3 separate regions of the Mus musculus genome follow, and all the other regions are linked to region 2. A link is a contact called in public promoter capture Hi-C data. All regions are on one chromosome and are shown on one strand. The core of a region is the stretch at or near the end of the contact, and the rest is flanking DNA. Distances in the headings are between cores, read along the strand shown. Region 1 holds the start of Hoxb2 (homeobox B2). Region 2 holds the start of Cbx2 (chromobox 2). Region 3 holds the start of Hoxb9 (homeobox B9).

What was found. Promoter capture Hi-C pulls out the DNA fragments that hold promoters and counts their contacts.
Region 1: a contact with region 2 is called in a promoter capture Hi-C map of embryonic stem cells, with 7 read pairs. The contact joins the promoter of Hoxb2 here to the promoter of Cbx2 in region 2. A contact is called at or near these places in 2 of 39 promoter capture datasets (both in embryonic stem cells) and 1 of 484 Hi-C or Micro-C datasets (embryonic stem cells).
Region 3: a contact with region 2 is called in a promoter capture Hi-C map of embryonic stem cells. The contact joins the promoter of Hoxb9 here to the promoter of Cbx2 in region 2. A contact is called at or near these places in 2 of 39 promoter capture datasets (both in embryonic stem cells) and 1 of 484 Hi-C or Micro-C datasets (embryonic stem cells).

Annotation. Positions count from the first base shown.
Region 1 is chr11:96,350,196-96,353,733 of GRCm38.p6, reverse strand. Hoxb2 (homeobox B2) reads right to left here and starts at 2,102. Exons shown (of 2, transcript NM_134032.2): 1 at 1,539-2,102; 2 at 1-784. The coding sequence starts at 1,923. The coding sequence ends at 105. Hoxb3os (homeobox B3 and homeobox B2, opposite strand) reads left to right here and starts at 340. Exons shown (of 4, transcript NR_155303.1): 1 at 340-674.
Region 2 is chr11:119,020,721-119,024,334 of GRCm38.p6, reverse strand. It overlaps Cbx2 (chromobox 2), which reads right to left and starts at 1,314. Exons shown (of 5, transcript NM_007623.3): 1 at 1,155-1,314; 2 at 1,034-1,077; 3 at 95-160. The coding sequence starts at 1,226. Gm35829 (a long non-coding RNA gene) reads left to right here and starts at 496. Exons shown (of 3, transcript XR_389218.4): 1 at 496-1,062.
Region 3 is chr11:96,269,402-96,272,667 of GRCm38.p6, reverse strand. Hoxb9 (homeobox B9) reads right to left here and starts at 1,338. Exons shown (of 2, transcript NM_008270.2): 1 at 610-1,338. The coding sequence starts at 1,126.

The DNA of each region.
Region 1 (3,538 bases), core at 853-3,352, about 23 Mb after region 2:
TTAACAAAACGGCATAAATGTATCCACGAGTGGAGAAGGCCCGATTCCCCCCGCCCCCAACAGCCAAGGAGGACCAGACGGAAAGGACCAAAGATGGAAAACAGTTAGGGAAACTGCAAGTCGATGGCACAGAGCGTGCTGGTGAAGAAGTCCAGCTCTTCCTCGGAAAAGGGCACGGGGCTATCGAGAGAACCCTGCAGGCTGGGTGAAAGGCCTCCGGACATCTGGAGACAGGAGTCTGCAGCGAAGAAATTGAGGTCCGGTAGAAAAGGCGAATCCTGCCGCTCGGGGCAGGCGTCTTCGGGTAGGGGCTCGCTCTGCCGGCCTCCGGCTCTGAGCATTGTGCAGCCGGGGCTCGATGCGCCCACACTCTCCAGGGTGGTGGCAGGCAGCGCTGACGGCGGTGCGCCCCGGGGTCCCTGCGCGGCCTCGGCGGGGTGGAAGCAGGCTTCCCGCAGCCGGTGAGTCGCGACGTCGCCCGGGCTGACCGTGGGTTCCTCGGCTGGCTCTCCCGCGTCGTCCTGGGCGCTCGGCCCGCCTGGTTCTCCCTCGGGCGGCTCTCGATGCTGCGTCTGCCGCTTGTGTTTCATGCGTCGGTTCTGGAACCAGACTTTGACCTGCCTTTCGGTGAGGTCCAGCAAGGCAGCGATCTCGACGCGACGCGGCCGGCACAGGTACTTATTGAAGTGGAACTCCTTCTCCAGCTCCAGCAGTTGCGTGTTGGTGTAGGCCGTGCGCAGTCTGCGGGAGCCGCTGCCGCCGCATTCTGGCAATCCGGGGCCATCTGCGAGGGAAGCACCCCTATGTTATCAGAGAGGTCTCAACGCAGCCTCCGTTTAGCTGAGATCGGGAGCACCCCTTTGGCTTAAAAGACTCTCAGCAGTCCTACTCGGGCTCCCACCCCACCCCCACAGCGCTTCTTTCTGTGTCTTTGGGGTTTTTTTTAGTGCTCTTCCACGTAGGCAGACCCGGCCCGGGTCAAGTCGGTGCCTTCAGAGCCGCCCACGGGCCACGTAGGGGGCGGGGAGCAATTTCTCTTAGCTCCCAGGACCTCAGAGTCTCCCTCCCCCAAGTCCTCCCAATGGACCCCTCAATTCAGAACTTTCCAACTCAACCTGGGGAGAGAGGGATCATAGATTGTTCTTCACCCCTTTCCTTCCTAGCTTTTGAATTCCCTCTTCTTCCCTAGCTTTAGGAGAGCTAGAGGCATCGCATCTTTTCCAGGCTCCAGATTCAATCCCAGACACGCTTCATTCCTCTACACAGAAACCGGGGAAACCCTTCAATCGAATCATTTTTTTCTAAGCACATTTAAAAAAAAAAAAAAAAAAAAAGCATCCTCCCCACCCTCAATCAGCTTCCAAAATTTTCTGGGGGTGGGGAAGCTAACAGTGGCTAGGCCTGAACCCCAGCGGGATACTCTGCTTCCCTCGCCCCAGATCCGTCGACCTAGGGAACCCCACCAGGAGCCCCATCACCTCACATTCTCCCCTTCTCTTCCAACTGCCCCTCACCCCGCCCCTAATACGTTTACCCACCTGATGGTGATCCGACCTCGGAGGCCCGGACCGAGGAGGCGGCTGGAGAAGGGGATGCGGCGGATTGGCTGGGTTTCTTGGTGGATTTCTTCTCTTTCATCCAGGGGAACTCGGGGGCTGGGGGGGCAACGGGGAGTGGCGGCGGTGACCGCAGAGCAGGCCCATCTCCGGCTTGCTTTTGGCTCCCTGGTCTCTGAAGGGTGGAGGCGCCGAGCTGGAGGCTGGGGAAGGTTTGCTCCAGAGGAGGAGGAGGAGGAATTAATGTCGACTCCTTGATTGATGAAGTTTGAAATGTCTCCAAGACAGCGGGGAAGGAAGTCAGACACTCGGCGAGCGATGGCTGGCTGTTTATAAACCCAATCTCCCTCTCAAATTCAAAATTCATGGCTTTCAATGGTGGGGGAGGGGGCCTGCTGGGGGGGGCGTCAGGAGGGAGAATCAGAGGGACCCCCCTCTCCCGCCCCCCCCAGGTTTATGCAATGGAGCAATTTCGCGGGGGGGGGGAGATTTCGCTCTCTCTCTTTTTTTTTTAAATTTAGGCCTTTATAATTGTATATTGCTGATAAATACAAGCGTATGGGGACTCTCTCTATTAAACCCAGGACTCCGCCGAAATTGCAGGGAATTCATGGTCACGGGACCGGTCTCCGCCAATCGCTAGTCTAGGCCTAGTGGAAAACACAGGCATTATTTGCTTTAATTGATTCAAAAACTCCAGAGGACCACGACCTGGATACCATGAGGCTTCCTCCTCTACCCCTGTTCCTTCATCAGTACCCTACACTCTCCCTAATGGCTCTCTTTTCCCAGAAAAGCCAAAAGAACCTCTTCCTTCCCTTCAGAGACTGTGTGGTGGTGGCAAACAACCACATTTAAGGGAGAAATGGAGTGAGTTAATATGCTTTCTTTATGTGGCCCTCAGTAGCCTCTTACCCTACCACCACCTCAGCCCCCAAAAGAAAAGAAAAAAAAATCTCATTTAGGGGGAAGTGGGAGTAGAAAGAGGCTTCCATACCTTGGGGGAAATCAGAAAGGAGATGGATAAAGGACAGCACTAAACACCAGCAGCAGCGGCAGCCCACCCACCCTCAGAAAGCAGTAGTTCACACTTAAGAAATGCACAGAGCTGGCACGCAGCAGGGACATAGATTCCAGGAGCACTTTGGGACATGGGCCTACCTCCCTTGCTATGTGCCCTGGATTCTAGTCTCTGCTCAGAATTTACAAGCAGTTTCTTATGTCCACTTGCCTTCCTGTTGGGGTCATCTGTACTCACACTGTGACACCCCAACCCTGGCAATAGGAGGGTCTAAGAAGGTCTAAGGTGACAGATGTATTCACAGGCCCCCAGGTGTATCTGTGTCTCTATCCAGGGCACCAAAGTAGCCATCCACTTAACTTTCAAAGCTAAAGTCAGTGCACAGTCGCCCTCTGGACAAAGGGATTTCCCCCTCTGTATTTGCCTTTGGGCTACTTTTAAAATCCCTGGTAAGAAAACATTTCCTAAAGATGGTGGGGGAGAGGGGGCTGGGGATAATGACCACCACTGAGATTATATTCTGCTTTGGGCCTCCAGAGAGAAAAAAAAATGTAATGTATTCTATGGTGAGGCACCTATGATGGGCTCAATTTTAGAATATTGTGATTTACTAGAGGAAGGAGGCAAAAAACAACAAAAAAAAAAAAAAAAAAAAAAAAAACCAAAAACAAAAAAACCTCAGAGCCACAAGCAAATTGGTGGGAAACTAGGCCTCAAAGCTGAAAATGAAAAGTCGGCTGGGGGAAGATTTTTAAATAAGTGGGTCAGAGGGACCAAGAGGAGATGAGGCGATCAATCTTAGCCCCCTGACAGCTCCCTCCGATTGCATCAAAGAATTTGGCTCTTTGGGAAAGCAGAGGGAACAACCTAAATTGCATATCCCTTAAAAAGGCCTGAGGGAGGGGGGAGCCAAAGAGAAAGGTGATTCTGGGAGATCTAGGAAACAGATGGGAAATGGGGA
Region 2 (3,614 bases), core at 65-2,564:
AAGTGCTCCACCACAGGCTTCCCCACACCACAGCCCCAGGCCACTGTGTCACCAGCCAATTCCACCCAACTCTCCCCTCCTCCAGAGTTCTCACTTCTTCTGGAAGGCTAGGAGCAGCCTCGGGTCCAAAATGTTCTCTTCTGGCTCCCAGCTGTTGTGTCTGGAAAAGCAAAGCAAAGGGGGGTGGGCGGGCTGGTGAGCAGCATCCAGGTGGGCTGCCGGGGACAGCTCCCACAGCCCCGCTGGGACAAGGGGCACTGCGGCAGAGGCTGTCCTCTGAGGTCTTAGAAGTCCTTAAAGTTAGTTAGCATCCCAGCCTCAAACCCACAGGCAAACTGCCACCTCAAACCCCAGCAGGCCAGGAGAGGACTCGACAGTCTACACTGGGAGGAAAACAAACCCCAACAAAGAGCAAAGCTGCCGAGGGAATCCCCTGGGCCTGGCCCGGAGCCAGGGAGGGGAGGGAAGGCAGGTAGGGGAGGGGGAGCCGGGGGGCACAGACGGAACAAAGTGGAGGATACCACCGAGAGCGCGGGCAGGGCACCGGGTTTGGGGAGTGGTATCTGGAGGGGATGGGGCTCAGGAAGGAGGGTGGCGGGGCAGCTACAAAGGAAGCCCTTTCCGGAGAAGGCCGGGTCCCCGTCCCTCATTGAGAAGAAAGCAAGCTCGGGCCGGGGGTAGGAGTAGGTGGGGGAGCCCTCCCACCAGTAGGAAGCTCAGGTTACAGCAGGATAACTTGGGCAAGGGGAGGGGGCCCGCGTCCCGCGCCAGCCGCGGCCAGCTCCTGGGCGGGGGCGCATGCAACAAATGGGCGCCAGAAGCGCGCGGCGCGGAGGCGGGCCGGGCTCCAGGGACTCGGGGCTGGAGGCCGCCCTGCTCGCTCCCCGTGGGCTCGTAAACAAAGGGCAGCGCCAGTCGGCCAGAGTCCTCTGGGTCCCGAGGCACAGGACTTCCCGCCCGGGCCTGCGATGCGAGGGTTCCCACCCAGGCCGGGAGGCGCGCGCGGGAAGGCGGCCGCGCACCGGAGACTCACTTGGAGGACCAGCCGCGCCACTTGACCAGGTACTCCAGCTTGCCCTGCGGAGAGATAAGAGCGGGCGGTTAGCCCCGCAGAGCGCCAGGCGCACGCGGGGAGCGGGCGGGGGCTCACGCACCTTGCGGAGCCGCTTGCTCAGGATGCACTCGGCGGCGAAGACCTGCTCGCCCACGCTGCTCAGCTCCTCCATGCCGCCGCCCGCCGCGGCCCGCGCCCCGCAGACCCCGGCTCACTGCTGCACACAAAGCGCCGCCCCCGCCGCGCCCCGCCCCGCGCACGCGCGCCGGAGTCGCCCGCGCTGCTCTACCCGCAGCCGCCGGGCCAATAGGCGCGCCGGGCGCGCGGGGCGGGGCGCGCATTGTTCGTGGTAGCCGCGGCGGGGACCAGTCCGTGGGGTTGGGCGCTCTCTGCACTGTGTCGGGAGGCTGCGTGCTCCGGGAATCCTGGGGTCCGGCCGCTCCGGATCGCAGGTCCCTGCGGAAAGCTATTGTTTGGCCAGAGGGCGGCGAAGCGGGGAGCACGCGGCGCTTCTTGCCCCCGCCAGTGAGGGGCGCTGCTCCCCACTAGTCCTCTACCAGTCAGGGGTACAAAAAGAGTGGAAAAGTACGGGGTTCGGGAGGGGACACCGAAAAAGGAGCCTCGAAACTCTACTTAAGGTTGTAGATGAAAAATTCAGGTCACTGGAAGAAGACTGAACTCCGAACTCTTAACTAAAGAGTTGTGAAAATGGGACCTAGTTCCCCGACTTTTAGTACGCGCGTGGGGACACAACCAACTTGATTTTTTTCTTAGTTTATTTCACGATTTTGGTGACGTCGACGTGGGCCAGAGGGATCGGTGTGCAGACTTGGGTGTAACTGGATTCTTGTCACTGCTTGCTAGCTCTGCTAGTAAAGTCCTTTGGATCAATTTCCAGGGGTGGCCCCGGTCCTCCCAGGTCGCCATGGCTTAGGCGCCCTACCCATTTATTTTCCCGCTCAGACATAAATTCCGTTGAACAGTCTCCTTTGTAAGTTTTGAAGCGAGTCAAGCACATGATGAAAGAAGCGTTCTCTCATTTAATAAAGCAGAATCCAATGAAAATTCGCTTTCTGGTTTTGCCTCTTTCTTGAACAGGCTGCGAATCCAAAGTCACACCTTTGTAGGACCTTGTCTTCACGTAACCGTGAACCTATTTATGAAGGAGTAATATCTTTTGGTTGTAAAGCTTTCTGCCCTAAGAAACGAATATCGGGAAACCACTGGGTTTTAGGGTATTCTTCAGTTTAGTTGGTTGGTTAAATCTGCTTTGGAAAGAGCTCGCAGCTGTTTGCAGAGGGGGCAGGGAAAGAGACATTTTTTTTCCTTCTTTTTTCCTTCTTGAGAGCGCAATGATTGCTCATTTAGGTGCTTGGTGCAGTAGTGGATGAAGCAAGGGGGAAGAGAGCCGCTGAAGTCTCCCAGACAGCTCTTTTTGTCCCTGTTCAGATCAGCTGGGCAGTAAATGGTTGCGCTGTACAAAGGTGTGCTTATTGTAATCCTATAAATAGCTGGATCCATTTCAACTGCTGCTTGCGCTTCGGGATTCTATGGGGTGTCACATTTACTGTTAGAATCTGCCCACTATTCCCTTTCTGGAACAGGGTATACCAACACAGTTGCTTACTTATTTTTTAAGAGCAAAGAACTTTAAAAATACAGTTCTTTCTTGTTTGGCGAGAAGTAGCCAAGAACCTAATATGAACACATTGGAAAAAAATAAGTCTCTTTACCTGAAATATGTCTGTCATATATCTTATCTGTCCAACCATGAAAACCTAGTTGGGGGAGAGAGTAGTTAAAATAATTAATTTGGAGAAACAGATACAACAGACTTGACTGGAACGGAGCCATTATCAATGCAGCCAAGGCGTGATTCAGAATTTGTGGCATCTCTGACTCACATCTTTGGCGTAGTAGGATAAGTTAGACTGGTTCTTTCATTTATTTCATAAGCAGCTAATCTGCGTTGACCGGTGCCAGCAACACTAGATACTGAAGCGAGTCTTTAGCAGCGGTCTGACCAGACTGGTATGAGCCCTGGACACCAGGGTCCTCACTGTCTACTGACTGGTGCAGAAGGAATGGGATTTGAAATTGTGTGTCCTTTTATTTCATTGAACTTCTAATGGCCACCTGACGCTCATCGTCACCTACAGGACACCAAGACGGTCCACAAGATACAAAGATCTGGGTTGAGGAGATTCTAAGTGAAAACAAAGCCCTGTAAGTCAGCCCCAGACTATCTGTGCATAGCAATAACCTTGGAACGTTTAAAGACCACATAGAAGAGATAAATCAAATCCCGTGGCAATGAAGTCTAGGCCCCGAGGAGTCCATTCTGGGAGTGACTGTCTTGGTTGGTGCCATACAACATGGACAAGCCTTCAGTTTTACTTTTGTTTTCTGGCAATCCTGAAGATTGAACCCAGGGCTTGGAGCACGCTAGGCAAGCACTTGGCTGCTGAGCTCCGGTCCCTCTCTGCCTTGTGTAGTTGAGAGAGGTTGGAATCCTGTTAAGACAGGTAAGTATGGGCTGGAGAGATGGCTCAGCAGTGAA
Region 3 (3,266 bases), core at 89-2,588, about 23 Mb after region 2:
CCCGGGGAGGGGCCGGCGCACCGGGGAGGGGGCTCCGTCACCGCATCCTGGGCTTCCCCCGCCCCTCCCGGCGCCTGCTGCCGACCCGACGCGGCTACTGCGTGAGATCTGCTAGGAACAATCCTCCGCCAAGCTGTTGCATCGCAAATAAAATCCTAATGAGCCCCCTCCCCCTTCCCCTTGGCCGGCAGGGACGGTCTGCGCGTGGCGCAGGCGGCTCTGCCGAGTGCTCTTCGGCCCCGTGCCCGCGCGGGCTCCGGGCCGCGCTGGCCATCGGCCCGGCCTCCTACAGTTCTATCGCAGGTCCCTCTCCCTTTTTCCAGCCCGAGCCTGGGGAAGAATGAAGGACTAGAGAGACTTGGTCCCTGAGTCTCAGTCCCTGCGCCACAAGGAGGAGTGGGGGGTAGCCTCAGTGTCCCCCTCCTGGACACCCAGCTTTTTGCTTTGCCAGCCCCTTCCTTCCTCTTCCCTCCACCCACTCTAGCCCTGCGGCCCCAGGCGCTCTGTCCCTTTACATTGTCCGCTTTATGGCCTCTCCCCTCCCCTCCCCCGGGCCTGGCCTGCAGCCTGGGGGGGATTTCCTCACTTTTTTTTTTTTTTATAACTTACTTTGATCCGGCCTCTCTTTGTCCTCGCTTCCTTCGCAAATTTTATTGTCCCCGTAGCCAGCTCTTTGATTAGACAGGACAGCCTCCCTGCCCGCCGAAGTTTCCAAACTGTACTCGGGCGTGCCCTGTTTGAGCAGCTCCCCCGGCGCGCCCAGCAGCGGCTCCGCCTTCACGGCCGCCTGGCCCTGCCCCGGGGCGGCCTCGGCGCGCGGCGCCGGCTCTAGCCAGGTGCGGAGGTACCTGCTTTCGGCCGCCGGCGCGCCCTGGGGCTGCAGGTAGGGGTGGTAGACAGACGGCAGGCTCCCCGAGGCGTGCGGGCTCAGCGGCGCCCAGGAGGCGCCGAACACCGGCGCTTTGGGCTGGAAGCTGCACGAGGGGAAGTCCAGGTGCTCGGCGTGGCCCGGCTGCCGCGGGTTCGCGTACTGGCCCGAAGGAAACTTGGCTGGAGGCGCGTCCTCGCTCTCGTGACTTATGATCGAGTCGACATAATAGCTGCTAAGCGTCCCAGAAATGGACATTCTCAGACATTATCCGCGCGCTCGCAGGGGGAAGGGAAGCGCTCGCGCCGCGGCGCCCAAGCAGGGAAAAGGTGGCACACGGACCCGGTGCAGAGGGCTTTCGGACGCGACCCCCCCCAGACCCCCACCCTCCCACCCCCACCCCCTGCTCAACTTCTCAGCCAACAAAGTACAGTGGAGCAGCCCGGCTCGGAGCTCCTTGCAAAATGATTGGTCAAAGTTTTGCGGACTGCCTGATAAAGCGTCAGCTCCGACATAAATCAATCGGGCGAGGGGGCTGCGCTCGCGCTGTCATCCGTCCTCACCGCATTCCATATCCAGGATGGATTGTTTTATGCTGATGCAATGTGCTATCACGTCAGGGCTCCGGCGGCCACGTAACCTCAGCCTGAGCTGCCGGGCCGCCCGGGCCCCTCCCGCTTTTACAGGAAGGGGGGTTCTCAACATGGGGCGATGGGGGCGGAGGAGAGGCGGAGGCAAGCAGCGGGCTGCCTCAGGAGGGACGCAGGCTGAGGAGCCCTCTCCCCAGGCAGATTGGGGGGGGGGGGAGGACCAGCATACAGGGAGGGAGAGCGCCCCAGCCTCAGAGCTGCGGGAGAGGCCCGACAGGGTAATTAAAGAGGAGGTAGTCTTGTCGCCCCCCCCCAACACCTCCACCTCCACCCCGCGGGCCCTCATTTCCTGTCCTCTGTCCCCTTGACAGAGATGTTTATTAAACAACAGCAGTACAGCGACCCACAGGAGATGAAGTAAAAGGATGAGAAAGAAGTTGGGGCTTTTATAGGACAGTTATCCTCTTTGGAGGGGGTTCAGGGCACAATTTGGGGAGATTTACGTGACTAGGCTCTTCCCTTGATCCTTTAGCAGCTGAGAGAGGCGAAAGGGGACTAGTGTCCAAAGAATCATTATCTGTCTTGAAATTATAGCCTGCCTAAGGCCAAAGAGACACACCAGGCCCTGGAACTAGAGTTTCGGGAGACTAACCAGTCTTGTTTAACTCCTTAAAATTTTTCTTGGGCCTTTGTGAAAGGCTGGGTCCATGGTCATTTCTTGTCCTTCATCCAGGAATCTCTGAGACCCTTAAAAATGTCCAGATGAGAGGGCTAATGTGGGAAATGATTAAAGGAGAAGGGGAAGAAGACTCCCCAAACGGCACAGTAAGGAACACCGGGTTACCTTCCTTTCCATCCAAAAAGGGAAAGAGGCCAGCTAAATTCTCAGCACTCTAGCGCTTTTCACCCGGAATTGCCGCTCTGGAAAAGGTCCAAATACTGACATAGGACGGTAGCAAGTACAGAGGAGTCCCCGGCATCAGTCCGTTTCCCCCACCCGCCGCCTTCTCGCCTACAATCCTCTCGTGGAGATTACAAATAGTGCATTTTATTAGCAGCTAATCTGCGGCCCTGCGCAGGGACTCCCCCGAGGCCACGGGCTGGTTTCCTGGCGGCTCTCCCAGCTCTTGCCTCTACAGCTTCTGCCTGGGTGCAGGCGCCTCCCCCGGTGTGGTGCTCTGGGAGGCCGGGCCCCTAGACAGGCTTGGTTTCCTCGGGTTAGGTTTAAAGACAGATTTCTTGGCTATTCTCTGAGTCTGGACCGTTATTAGGCAGACTGCTCCGGGGGCCATGACTCCCTCCTTAGCCTCCCCTTCTTTTAGAAAAAGTGGAACCGTTCTAACTTGGGGGTCAATATGTTTTTAGCCAGTACCCCTACTGCCCAGTGGAAGGCTGCGGATCACCTCCGAGAGCACACACACAGTCCCGCCCGCTTGTCTTTCTAAATGAAGCCATCTCGTGTCATTACGTGTGAAATACGAGGGCGAAGCGCCATATTTCTTCACATTATGGCGATTTCAAAATGATTTTTTAAAGATCAATGCGGGCGCCCAGCCGGCCCCTTCAATTCCACCCACGCTCTTGGAGAGCGACAGCCCAGCAGATCCGGAACCAAACAGCGTGAAGATCTATTTTTTTCCCTGTAGTATCCAAATGGGGAAACAAAAATCCGATGCAAATTCTTCTAAGTAGCGGTTGGACGCTTGGAAAAGTCAAGAGAGCTTCCCGGATCTGCCAGCAAGAAGCTGGGCCTGGAGCGAATGAATCATAGTTAGGGCAGAGCACCTGTTCCTGCTTTGCTAGTCCTA